2 separate regions of the Ovis aries genome follow, and region 1 is linked to region 2. Evidence: chromatin contacts called from public Hi-C data. All regions are on one chromosome and are shown on one strand. Each heading gives the region's core, a stretch centred on a gene start, on an enhancer-like site or on the middle of the called end of the contact. The rest is flanking DNA. Distances are from core to core; before and after follow the strand shown.

Region 1 (5,613 bases), core at 1,677-4,176, 47 kb before region 2:
CTCTTGGCCTTGACCAATGCGTACTTGGGGTTGACAAGCTTCTTGGCCACAGTGCCCGAGGGCACCAGCGGGACCGAGGGGGGCAGCACAATGGGCTCGGGCTCAGGCTCCTTCTCCATGGGGATGTCCTTGAGGCAGACGCTGTGCGACATGAGGTACAGCTCCTGGAACTGCCGGTCAAACATCTCCACCACCTGGCCCGACAGCACGGAGATCACGTTCCGATCCGTCCTGGCAGCCGACCACGTGAAGCTGCAACACACAGACTTGGTCAGGTGTGGGGTCTGGGCCCTGGATGAGGGAGTCCTCCCCCGCCCCAGTGCACCCAGAGGCCAGTGTCCATCAGACTGCAGCCACAGAAGGGTTTCAGGAGAAGGGAACAGAGGCAGAGGAGGGGGCCGGAGCCCCAGGGTCAGGCCTGGTGTGGGACCTCAGGCAGTCCCATGCACCAAGCCCCTCCTGGAGGTACAGCCTGGACAGGGTGTGTCATCCAGCACAGTGACTTATGCCACCATCAGTATCTGCTCGCCCACCTTGTGTGGCTGTGGGCACCTCCCAGCTCCCTGTCCCTGCTTGATGGACCCAGTAGAGCTGGGCCCCGCCAGCCTCATTCTGCCCCCACCCTTGAGAATTTCTTAGAGTGACCGCCCTGTGAGCCTGGCCCACACTCCACCTCCGGGCTGCTGACACCTTGAGGCTGGAACAACAGTCTGGCGGAGGAAAGTGTCATTCTGCCTGCTTCTGAGACGGCCAGGCAGTGTGCGGGCGGGCCCAGTGCCACTCACACCTCAGCAGTTTGGGGACCAGTGAACCAGAATAACCGGGGTGTCACAGGCAGGATTAAGGGCAGAAACCAGCTGGGAACCGGAGCCGCCTCTCCCCCAGCCCCCAGAAAGCCAGAGTCACCTGTAAGAGCCACAGATGGCCCGGTCGCCATCCACGAACATGAACTTCTGGGCCAGGGCACCCTTGAACTTGGTGGCCGACCGCGTGAAGAACTCGGTTCCTCCACTGCTCCGCACCCTGAGATTCTGGGTTGGAGACAGGAGACGGAATTACACCACCCAGCACTGAGCACCCTACCTGGGCCTGGGGAGGGATCCAGGCGAGCGTGGACAGGAAGGATAAGACAGAGGGAGGGCCTAAAGAAAGGGGTAGTGCATGTGTGGGTCCTGGCCAAGTGGGTAGGGGAGGTGGGTCCAGCCTGGGGAATGCTACTGCAGGTCTCCAGCAGGAGGGGGAGGTGGACACGTTTCAGGAAGGTCCAGCGGGTGGCTGGGGGCTGTGTAGTGGGGTATGGGGCTGCCCTGAGGGACCTGGGTCCTGCACTCAGGCAGATCTGTGGCCTTCCCAGCATGGGTGACCGCTGTGCCCACCCCCGCACCCCACCCCCATCTCCCTGTCACCACGGTGTCCCTGTTCCTTGAGCCCTGGAGGCAAGGATACTGGCAACCTCCCCCTCTTCCCACAGAGCCAACCCCCTGCCTGGTTCCCAGGGTGGTTCAGGAAATGGCCATACCCCTCCTTGCTGGGCTGGCACAGTCAGCTCAGGAGCCGGCCAGAGAGGTCCCAAGAGACCACAGAAGGGGAGCCAAGACCCAGAGGGAGTAGAGGGTCACCCAGGCGTCAGAGGCAGACCTGGTCCAGCCCAGCCCCGTGTCAAGGCTAGATTCCTCCTGCCTTTCTCTGGGCGTCAGAGCCCTCCCTCTCTGCAAGTCTGTGGATATGCCGGGATCTGGGGACAGGCTCCCCTCCCATCAGGAGAGCTTCCTGTTTGGAGGGGAGAGCAGGCATGAAAGCCCAGTGGTGGGGAGACCCCAGGGTGGGCAGGGCAGGCCTGGCTGAGACCTGGGGGTTGAAAGGACAACTGAGGGCACCCTGACGTGAAACCTCAGGGCAAGAGGCAGACGGGCTCAGGGGGTGCAAGCATCGCCCAGCTCGCGACTGTCCCAGCTCCCACTCTGGAGGGCTGAGCTCAGGAACTCCATTTTTAACACAAGCCCCAGGGAATCTGAGCCTGAAATCCTCTGCGTGCCCCAGTGACTAGCTTCTTACTCCCTCCGGGGGGGCCCTGTTCACACCGGGGGTGCTGGCCTGTCACACCTTCTGCGACACCCCCATCTGTTGCCCTCGCCCAGTGACAGCTTACTAAGTCATTCACTGATCCCTGCCAAGGTCCCCAGCCCACAAAGGGGTGACCGTGACAACAACCCCGTACTGGAGAGAGGGGAGCAGGTGGATAATGACCCTGGCTGTAGGCAGCCTCCAGGGCAGGCTGGCATCCAGGATGATGTGTGACAGATGAGGACGAGCTAGTCAGGGTGGGCAGAGGGTGAGGCACACCAGACTCAGGACGACAAAGGTCTGACTGAGAGCCGGGAGGGCTCTGGGGGAGAAGGGTGGGCTATGGAGCCTGCAGAGTGGGGCCAGCCAGATGAAAGACCCTATGGGGCAGAAGGGAGCCACAGAGGAATGAGAGTAGGGATCGGGGGGTCCATCCAGGAAGAATGTATGCATTCACAGGGTGCAAAGGCTGACAGTGGCGGGGGCAGGGTTCTGTGCCTGAGGGAGGTGGGCCTGAGTCCGGCTGGACAAAAGAACTGGAGGCTATCTCCACTCCAGCCCTCGGCCCTGGGTACTCCATGTCTGTCCCTTCTGTGACGGGTCGCAGACCCCTCACCTGGGGAGCCCCAGGGTAGGACCTGCAGAGGTTGAGGGGCAGGTTCCGGGGATGCCCACCTGGCCGTGCAGCCCAGCCCAGAAGGCAGATAAACCTCTGCTCCCAGGCTGGCTTCCCCCACTGCTTGTCTGCATACAGCCAGCTCAGCAGGAAGCTGGCCGCGGCCCAGGACAATTAGTGCCCGTGACTTTGCACCAAACACAAAACAGGCTCAGGGACCAGAAGTCTGAACAAAGCTCCTGGAGGCGGTGTGAGGCCTTCCCCTGTCGCCTGTGCCTGACCGCAGCCCTGCTCCACAGCTTCTGTGGGTTCCTGGCCCAGAGCTTGGCACTCTCAGGCCGCAGCTTCTCCTCAGCCTTCAAGGACTGAGGACTTGAAGGACTCCCCTCCCAGCCAGGACTCCCCTCCCACCAGTGTCTGCCCCCACCCTCCCCAAAGCTTGTCCCATGAAGGGCTCAGAAGGTCACCACCTACAGCTCAGAGTGACTCAATCCGTGGGGGAGGCAGGCCTCAGCTTCGCCCGATGCTTTGTATGACTCTAAGTGACTCTGACCCTCTCTGGGCCTTAGTTTCCCTGACTGCATGATGGGGGCCTGGCCTACCACTCCAGGCCTGTCCAGCCCTGGGGCCCAGCAGCAGGCAGGGGCTTGTGGTGGCTCCCCCGCATGGCAGCGCCTGGCTGTTTGGTCCTGGGTGGGGGTGGGTCCGGTCCCATCCAGTGGGGCCGGGCCCAGATGAGGTAACGTCTCAGGAGCTAGGGCTCGGGCGAGCAGAAGTGGAGGATCCACAAAGCCGCATTGTCTCTGAGCCTGGGATGCCCCCAGCAGAGTACACAGCAGGCGGGGGACACAAATGGGTTGCCCTGGCCCTGGGTGATCCCCGGATCCTTGGGAGCCTATTTCCTGATACGTGCGGGGGCAGTGATGGGTCAAAAGAGGAAGATGGCTGGGCAGAGCTTCATCCACCGCCCCAAGGGTGCCACCGCCCCAAGGGTGGATGAACAGGGCAGGGTGTGCTGGGCACGAGGGCTCCACGGAGTCTCCTGTGTACACATGGGGCTGGTGGAAGGCGGGGGAACCAGCCCAGACCCCCCTCTCTGAGCAAGTGGGTCACTCTTGAGCTCTGGTCAAACACAGCCCAAGTCCTGGTGCAAAGGGATGCAAGCTGGCCTCCCCCCGCCTCAGTGTTCTCAGCTGTGAAATGGGCCTGTCCACCCCCTGATGCTGTGAAGATTGAGTGCATAGGGGGAGGGGCTAGGTGCTCAGTGCTGCTCCCTAAACTGGAGGGGACAAGGGGAGCTGTGCCATGCAGTGCAATGGGAGTGGCATCTCCCTTCTCTCTCCCTTCCACTCAGAAAGAAGGAGCAGGAGGGACACAGAGGAGTGGAAAACATCTGGAACGGTGTGGACTCGGGCCCAGGGAGGCAGGGATGCTTGGCCATACACAAGGGTCAGGTGGCTCAGGGAGCAGACTGATTTGCCCAAGGCCTCCCAGAGGACAGGGTCCAGCCCCTAGGGACTGAGGACAGCCTGCACCTGCACCCTGCGGCTTTCACCCTCCAGGCCCTGCTGGCACTTTTTGGGTTGGAGGAGCCATGGGGAGGTCCTGAGACCACCCTGAGCAGGCCTGACGGGTGACAGCAAGTTCAGGCCAGGTTGGGGACAGACAGCTGTGTCCGGGTGCCTTCTTCTAAAGGGTCTGTTTTATGAGGCATGGGGAACCAATACTCCCCCTGGCATCCCCCAGAATAGTGAAGCTGGGATGGGATGCAACCTTGGGGGCAGGGGACAGAGCAGGGGTGGGGTGCTCCTGGCTCCTCCCTGGGGCCAAGCCGATTGGCTTCGTGACATGCTAGGCCAGGCAGTTCTCTGTTGGGGGCTGTCCTGCGATCGCTGAGCAGCATCTCTGGCCGCCACCTGCAAGATGCAGGTATCATAGTGCCCTCCGGGTCACGGCCAGCAAAAAGTGCCCTGAGTCCCTTGCAGAGCCAGGCCAGGGTCTGAGAAAGCAGGTCAGGAGAAGGGGAGGCCCTAGTACCAGGAGAGGGCGGGGACCAGCCTGTCCAGGAGGAGCTGGAATCCGTACACCCTCACCCGGCACCTTCCCATGGCCACCCTGCCTGGGGTTCCTTTGTTCCTCAGAAATGGGTCTAGCCTTCGCCCAGGCGGCTGCTGGTTTTTCCAGTTCAGCTGCACAAAGCCAGCTATCTTTTCCAAGCAGCCAGGCATCTCACAGCTCTGGTGCCATCCTAAGTGGTAACCATGAGCCCTGGCTCCCTGGCCTGGGCACCCCTTAGCACCGAGTCACCCTAGATGTCCCCAGCCCTGGGCATGGGGTCAGAGGCTGGGGTTGTCTTCTCAAGGCCTGTTTCCCATGTGTAGTGTGGGCACTTGTGCCGACGTCCCCTGGGCCTGGGGGAGTCAGGGCCCAGCTGAGCAGGCAGGCGGGGGTCTGGAGACAGCTGGGAGCCTCAGGCTGGGGAGGGGCTGGCGCCAACCCTCCCACCTCCTGGGAGTGGGCTGAGTCCAAGCAATACTGCAGCTGTTTTCAGACTGTGTTGTGTCAGCTCAGGGGTTCAGCTAGGGGGCTGCCCTGAGAGCTAGACGTGAGGGGTCACCAGCCAGACCACAGCTCAGAGGGGCGCAGGGAGCCCTATGGCACTCACACCAGAGCTGGGGCCACGGCTGCCCCAACTGCAGACAGGACGGAAGGAAGTTCAGCACCCAGTGCCCTGCCCCCACAGGCCTACCTAACTCTTCATGGAAGCCCTGCCAAATAAGTGACAATATTCCCAATTTTCAGACCAAAAGGCTGAGGCCCAGAGACCTCAGTGTCTCTGCCCAAGGTTATAGTGCTAGAGGGCAGTGCTGTGGCCCAGGCCTGGCTCCTGGCGTTGCCCTCAGGCTGGTGCCCAGCACGTCCATGGTCGTGCG
Region 2 (5,476 bases), core at 2,444-4,943:
CCTGAGGCCATCAGCCCCTGCCACCTGGCTCCTGCTGTGTTCGTTTCTCTCCTTGTTCAAGGTCTGTCTCCCCGACTAAGACACAAACCCTGAAGGACAGCAACTTTGTTTTTTCCCTGTTGCTTCCTGAGTCCCTGACGCTGCCCGGCACACTGCACACAACTCAGCGACTAGTCCTTGAATTGCTGCTCCCACATCCCCCTGTTTCAGGTGCAGAAGAGGCAGGACAGAGACAAGCAGGGCCCGACCCCCTCCCCGGTTCCTGCCCCTCCTTCCACCTGGACTCCTTATTGCCCCATTGTGACTTCTGGTTTCAGGTTCTGCTCTGCCCAGAGGCTGCTACCCTGCTTCAGTGGCAGCCACTGTTCTAACGGCTCTCGATAGAATGACTCATTTGCTCCTCGCAATAACTCATTTTACACGTGAGGAAACAGGTACAGAGAGGTTAAGTGACATGCCCAAAGTCACACAGACAGGAAACGGCTGAGCTGGAACGTGAACCTAAGCGCTCTGGCCCCAGGGTCCATCCTCTTGACTGCGTAGCACAAGGGGGACCCTGTTCAGAGCACACCCTGGACACCTACCCTGGGGGGCCTGCTGCTCTCCCCCTGCAGCCTTGTCATATCAGCTTCCCCTGGTGACTTGCTGCTCATGGAAAAATGGCTGACACTTTGGCCTGGCATGGGAGGACTCCCAGTCAGCCTCCAATCCTCACTGCCCAGGGCCACTCCCTGCAGTCACCTCACACCCAGACGATCATTTGCTTCCAGGGGTCTGTCGTTCCCTCCCCGCTCCAAGGGCCTGTCCTTGCCCACCCTCCTCCGCGTATTCGGGTCAGAACTCACTTCACAGAGACAGAGAACTCCCCTGGGGAGCTCTCGCTCTCCCGGATCAGGAAGGCTCCTGGGTGGTTTCGCTTCCTCAGAATCTCTTCCGCCAGCTGCCGGGAGATCCGGCCCGAGTACCACCTGCAGAGAGGGCAACGTGAGGGCAGGGGCCGGCCACCCTGCCCAGTGCCGGGCACCCATCACAGCCAGGTCCTCCCAGCAGTCCTGGACACAGGAGGTGCGACTGCACCCACTTTACAGACTATCAACCTAAGGCCCGGAGAGGCAGAAGTCATGTACCCAAGGTCACAGATGGTGGCAGACAGGAGCTGTACTTAGTCCCAGCATTCTGCCTCCCGAGCACAAACCTTTGCCAACACACCAAACAAACACACGGGGCTTCCCAGGTGGCGCTAGTAGTAAAGAACCCACCTGCCAATGCTGGAGACGCAAGAGTCTCGGGTTCGATCCCTGGGTTGGGAAGATCCCCTGGAGGAGGGCATGGCAACCCACTCCAGTATTCTCACCTGGAGAATCCCAGGGCTTAGCAAGCTACAGTTCACGGGGTCACAAAGAGTCAGACACAACTGAGTGACTTAACATGAGCACAGACTCAGGCAAACACACACCTCAGTGAACTCTGACCCAGCCACCCTGACCTGGGCTTTTACATTTCCTATTGTAGGTTCTTAAAAGTGAAAAAATATTTTAAAGATGACCAGAGAGAAACGGGTTTCCCTGGTGGCTCAGATGGTAAAGAATCTGCCTATAATGCAAGAGACCCAGGTTCAGTCCCTGGGTAGGAAAGATTCTCTGGAGAAGGAAATGGCAAACCACTCCAGTATTCTTGGTCTGGAGAATTCCATGGACAGAGACAGCCTAGTTGGCTACAATCTGTGGGATTGTGAACAGTCAAACACAATTTATTTTGTCTTTTTTTCAGTCAGACACAATTTCGCGAGTAAACCACCACCAAAGAGAAATATTGCTCTGGCGAGGAAGAGTCTCTCCCTGTACCCATTTCACAGATGCACAGACTGAGGCCACTTGGACTTTTCCTCACAGGTTCAAGTCCCTCTTCCTTCTGACCAAACAGAACTGGGTATATAGAAGGTTCCTTGTAAATGCACCAGGCAGTCTGGCAGAGTCTGGCTCTTTGGGAATCACCTACCCTCAGAGGGCCCAGGTGATCTCCAGCTGGCTTCTCAGCCCCAGGGTTTTAGTCCACTCTTGATGTTCACATGGGGAAACCAAAGCCCAGTGTGGCCGGAATCTCACCGTGAGACCTTGGCGCCCCGAGGCCGCCAAGCCTCCCTTCCCTGAGCCGTTTCCCTTCTCCCCTTCCTGAGTCTGAGCGCCAGGGCGGATACGAGGCGGGAATTTCCTGTCATGTCAGGATTTGACAGAGAGCTCTGCAAGCCCAGCACAGGGGCTCAGGTGCAGGCAGACAGGGTCCTGCCTGTAGCCCTACCTGCCCCTCCCCTGCCTGCCATGTGTGAGTGCTGACAGCTCCTCCGAGGGCTTTTTACTGATGTGCCCGGCCTGTGTGTGGGCAGGTTGGGCCCCCAATGTCTCAGGTGGTGACCGAGGGGAGCAGGACAGGCACCTTGCTCAGCTCATGGCGTTGGCACCCTGGTTCCAACCAGAAGGAGCAGTTTCAAGTCTCCTCCCCACTTTCCACCCCAAAATAAAATCCTGGTCCTGACATTGTGTTCTAGATGCCACTCCTGGGAGCCCATACCCCAAAAGTGAGCTTCTAGCCCACAACTGCCCCCATGCTAGGGGGTGAGGAGGCCTGGGCCCATCTCATGGTGGGTTTTTCTGGAGTGGAGGCGGTGGAAGTGGCGGCCAAGGGTGGGGCTCCAGGCTGCCTCTTAGAGCTCAGCCTGGGTCTCTGGGAGTCCCGGAGGAACCTCCAGGCTGGAGGCTGAGCTGGGACGTGGAGGGCCCGGGGCTTGGGGGTGCCCGGAACGGAGCTCCTCCGGGAAGCCCCCAGCAGGAACAGGTGTAGGTGCTGCCACGGGGGAGCAGGGGTCCAGTGGGGCCCCATGTGGGCGTTTCCCGACCCCGGTGTCTCTGAAGAACCCACAAAACCCCACAGGAGGCGTCTGTGTGTGGGCGGCCGTCACCCTCAAAGGCTTTTGCAACCGCAGTCTTGAGGAGGCTGCCCAGCCCCCTCCTGGTCCTCAGTGGCTCAAAGGACAGGATGGGAGAAACCAGCCTCCCCATCCTGACACCCCCAGAACCCACCTCACTCCTCACTTAGCCCCCATTTTACTGATGTGGAAACTGAGGCCCAAGAAGGAGCAGAGGTCCTCTCCCAAGATTTGCCCGGCAAATTTCCCCAACTTCGTCCTGGTGGGCATAGCCCAGGCCCACAGTACCTGAGGCAAACCTCCCTCCGTCTCTGACCCTGGACAGGCCACTCGTCTCTGTGCCACCATCTCCTGGCCCACAAGACACTGACGAGAGCACCCAGCTCGCAGGGCCATTGGGAGGACGAGGGCACCGCCACCTGCAGGGGTTTACCGCCACTGCTCCGACCTTCACCCATGCGGACCCCACCTCCCCCACCGTTAGCTGGTCTGCCCACACTCCTGGCAAACTTCTACTCTACCTCCCCGGCCCAGCAGACCATGCACTCCTAGACCCCCACACAACGGGGTCAGACCCTCGATGGACCCTGCCTGCGATGCCCAGAGGCCCTGGGAGTAGATGGCCTCCATCACACCTGCCCCAGGCTCCCTGGGCTGCAGGGTGGTGGTGGTGATCAGGGCCCCCCCCCGAGAACCCTGCCCTGCCACGTCCTGCACTGGAGCCCCAGGGGCTGAGTCAGTAGCTGGCTGGACTTTCCCCACTGCTATTTCAGAGCCAGGGCAAGGGTGAAGTTAGCCCAGAACGCACCTGGACCTGGCCTCAGTCAGGTGGGGGAAATGCCCTTGGTCCCTGATCTGTCCCAGGGACCCCAGGGCCATCAGACATGGAACCTTCCACGGCTGCTACCCACCCTGCTGGAGACTGGCTTCAACCACCATATTGCGCCAAAGGGCATGGCCCTGAAATCCATCAGCTTTTCTTTCCTTCTGAGTAAACCAAAGCCTCTACTTGGGTTTCTCAGTGGCCTCCAACCTCCTAGGCTCGCAGCCTTCGCTGGGCCACAGCCTCCACCTGGAGGCTCCCACTTCCACTGTGCCTTTCACTGACCTGGCACTGGCTGGTGGCCCTGGCAGGTTCTCTCCATCTGTCTCCCTTTAAGGAAATCAAGGTCACACAGCCCAGAGACCTTGCAGGCCTGGAGTCCAGGCTATAGGATCTGTCGTGGGGTGGGAGTGCTTGGAGCCCAGACAGGGGAGCTAGGTGGGTAGAGGCCTTGCCCAACACAGGAAGCCGGAGGTGGTGGCAGCTTTGGAAAGAACTCAAAGACAGATAAAGAGGAAACAGCCTCCAGGCCCCACCCTGGCCCTGCACCTTGCTCTCCTTTCACCCCACAACCACACACATGTCACACCTCCCAGCCTGCCCCCTCTAGCCTTCCCAGCCCTGTCACCTGCCTCCGCATCAGGACCCCCATCCACGCTGAAACCCATCCGTGGCTCCTCCCACCCTCCACCCAGGCTCTGAGGCCCCGCTGGCAGGCCCACAGCCAGGGGTTCTTATTGCCCCTCTCCCAGGAATGCCCTTTTCTGACTCTACGCAGCTAACTCCTACACACATCCTTCAAAACCTCAGTTTGTCACCTCTTCCGAGAAGGCCTCCCTGGTTAGTTATCTCAGTGCTGACTGCCTTCTCTTGTCATTCTTTCTTTACCTCCTGTCTCTCCCTGGGACATGGGTGCTCTGACCCGAGCATCTCAACACGTGTCTCCAGCATCACCCGGGCTGGGTCCCTGGGGCCATAGCCAGTGTTTGGTGAATGACTGTGTCTCAAGGCTACTTCAGCCTTCACTCCACGCATATCCACTTGGTTTTTCACAGATTCTTGACCACTTAGACCTGTCCCGGGGCTGAGACTAGGGCATTCAACGTTGAAGGCCTGACCAGGGACTTCCCTGGGCCAGCAGTTCCCAGGCCTGGGATTGCCTGGGCCCCACACCTGACTCCTGCTCTGCCCTGTCCCAGCTCTACCTGGCCAGTGTCCAGCTCCCCCCACTCCCCTGCTCCAGTGGCAGGGCCCTCAGGGCTGCCTCTTTCCTGCCCCTCTCCTTCCTGGCCCCTCACTCCCACCCCCGCACAGGCTCCTAGGACCCCCCACGAGTGGAGCCTTGGCCCTCCTTGGACTGCAGACAGAGAAACAAGATCAGAGAGAGCCAGGGCCTGCCTGAGGCCACGCCGCAGCCGGTGGGCCCACCGTTGAGTGCCCAGGCCCCGTCTTCTCCAGGGCCCAGTTGCTCTCTGGTGTCCCAGGTCCTCGGTGTTGTGGCCTGGACTGGCCCAGACTACCACCACTTGGGACAAGTCATCACACCTCTGTCCCCCATTTCTGCTCAGGGTACAGACAGGGGGCTCCAGACTGATGGAGGGAGGCTGAGGTGAGGCCTTGCAGGTCACTCTGTCTGGGCCAGGCTGGGAGGGGACATTTGGCAGCGGGGCAGGGGGCCTGTGGATGTGGGGGAGCTACTCACGGGTGGGGCTTGACGCGGATGTAGTTCT

The links. A called contact is a pair of places that touch in the nucleus more often than the background predicts.
Region 1: a contact with region 2 is called in a Hi-C map of liver, with 2.1 times the contacts expected there. The contact joins two enhancer-like sites. A contact is called at or near these places in 7 of 16 Hi-C or Micro-C datasets (hypothalamus, liver, mixed tissues and 3 more).

The regions. Positions count from the first base shown.
Region 1 is chr11:33,998,179-34,003,791 of ARS-UI_Ramb_v3.0, reverse strand. The region is part of intron 9 of SLC5A10 (solute carrier family 5 member 10); the gene reads left to right. FAM83G (family with sequence similarity 83 member G) reads right to left here. Exons shown (of 6, transcript XM_027974812.2): 4 at 907-1,031; 5 at 1-252. Among named protein-coding and RNA genes, the nearest start is that of FAM83G, 19 kb to the right of the region's middle. Within about 2 kb of position 2,926, at least 14 of the 54 cell types and tissues checked have an H3K27ac peak or open chromatin away from gene starts, as enhancers often do. A contact at or near this core is called in liver, where this site is marked.
Region 2 is chr11:33,951,713-33,957,188 of ARS-UI_Ramb_v3.0, reverse strand. It overlaps GRAP (GRB2 related adaptor protein), which reads right to left. Exons shown (of 4, transcript XM_060394842.1): 2 at 5,449-5,476; 3 at 846-968. Among named protein-coding and RNA genes, the nearest start is that of GRAP, 8.8 kb to the right of the region's middle. Within about 2 kb of position 3,693, at least 6 of the 54 cell types and tissues checked have an H3K27ac peak or open chromatin away from gene starts, as enhancers often do. A contact at or near this core is called in liver, where this site is marked.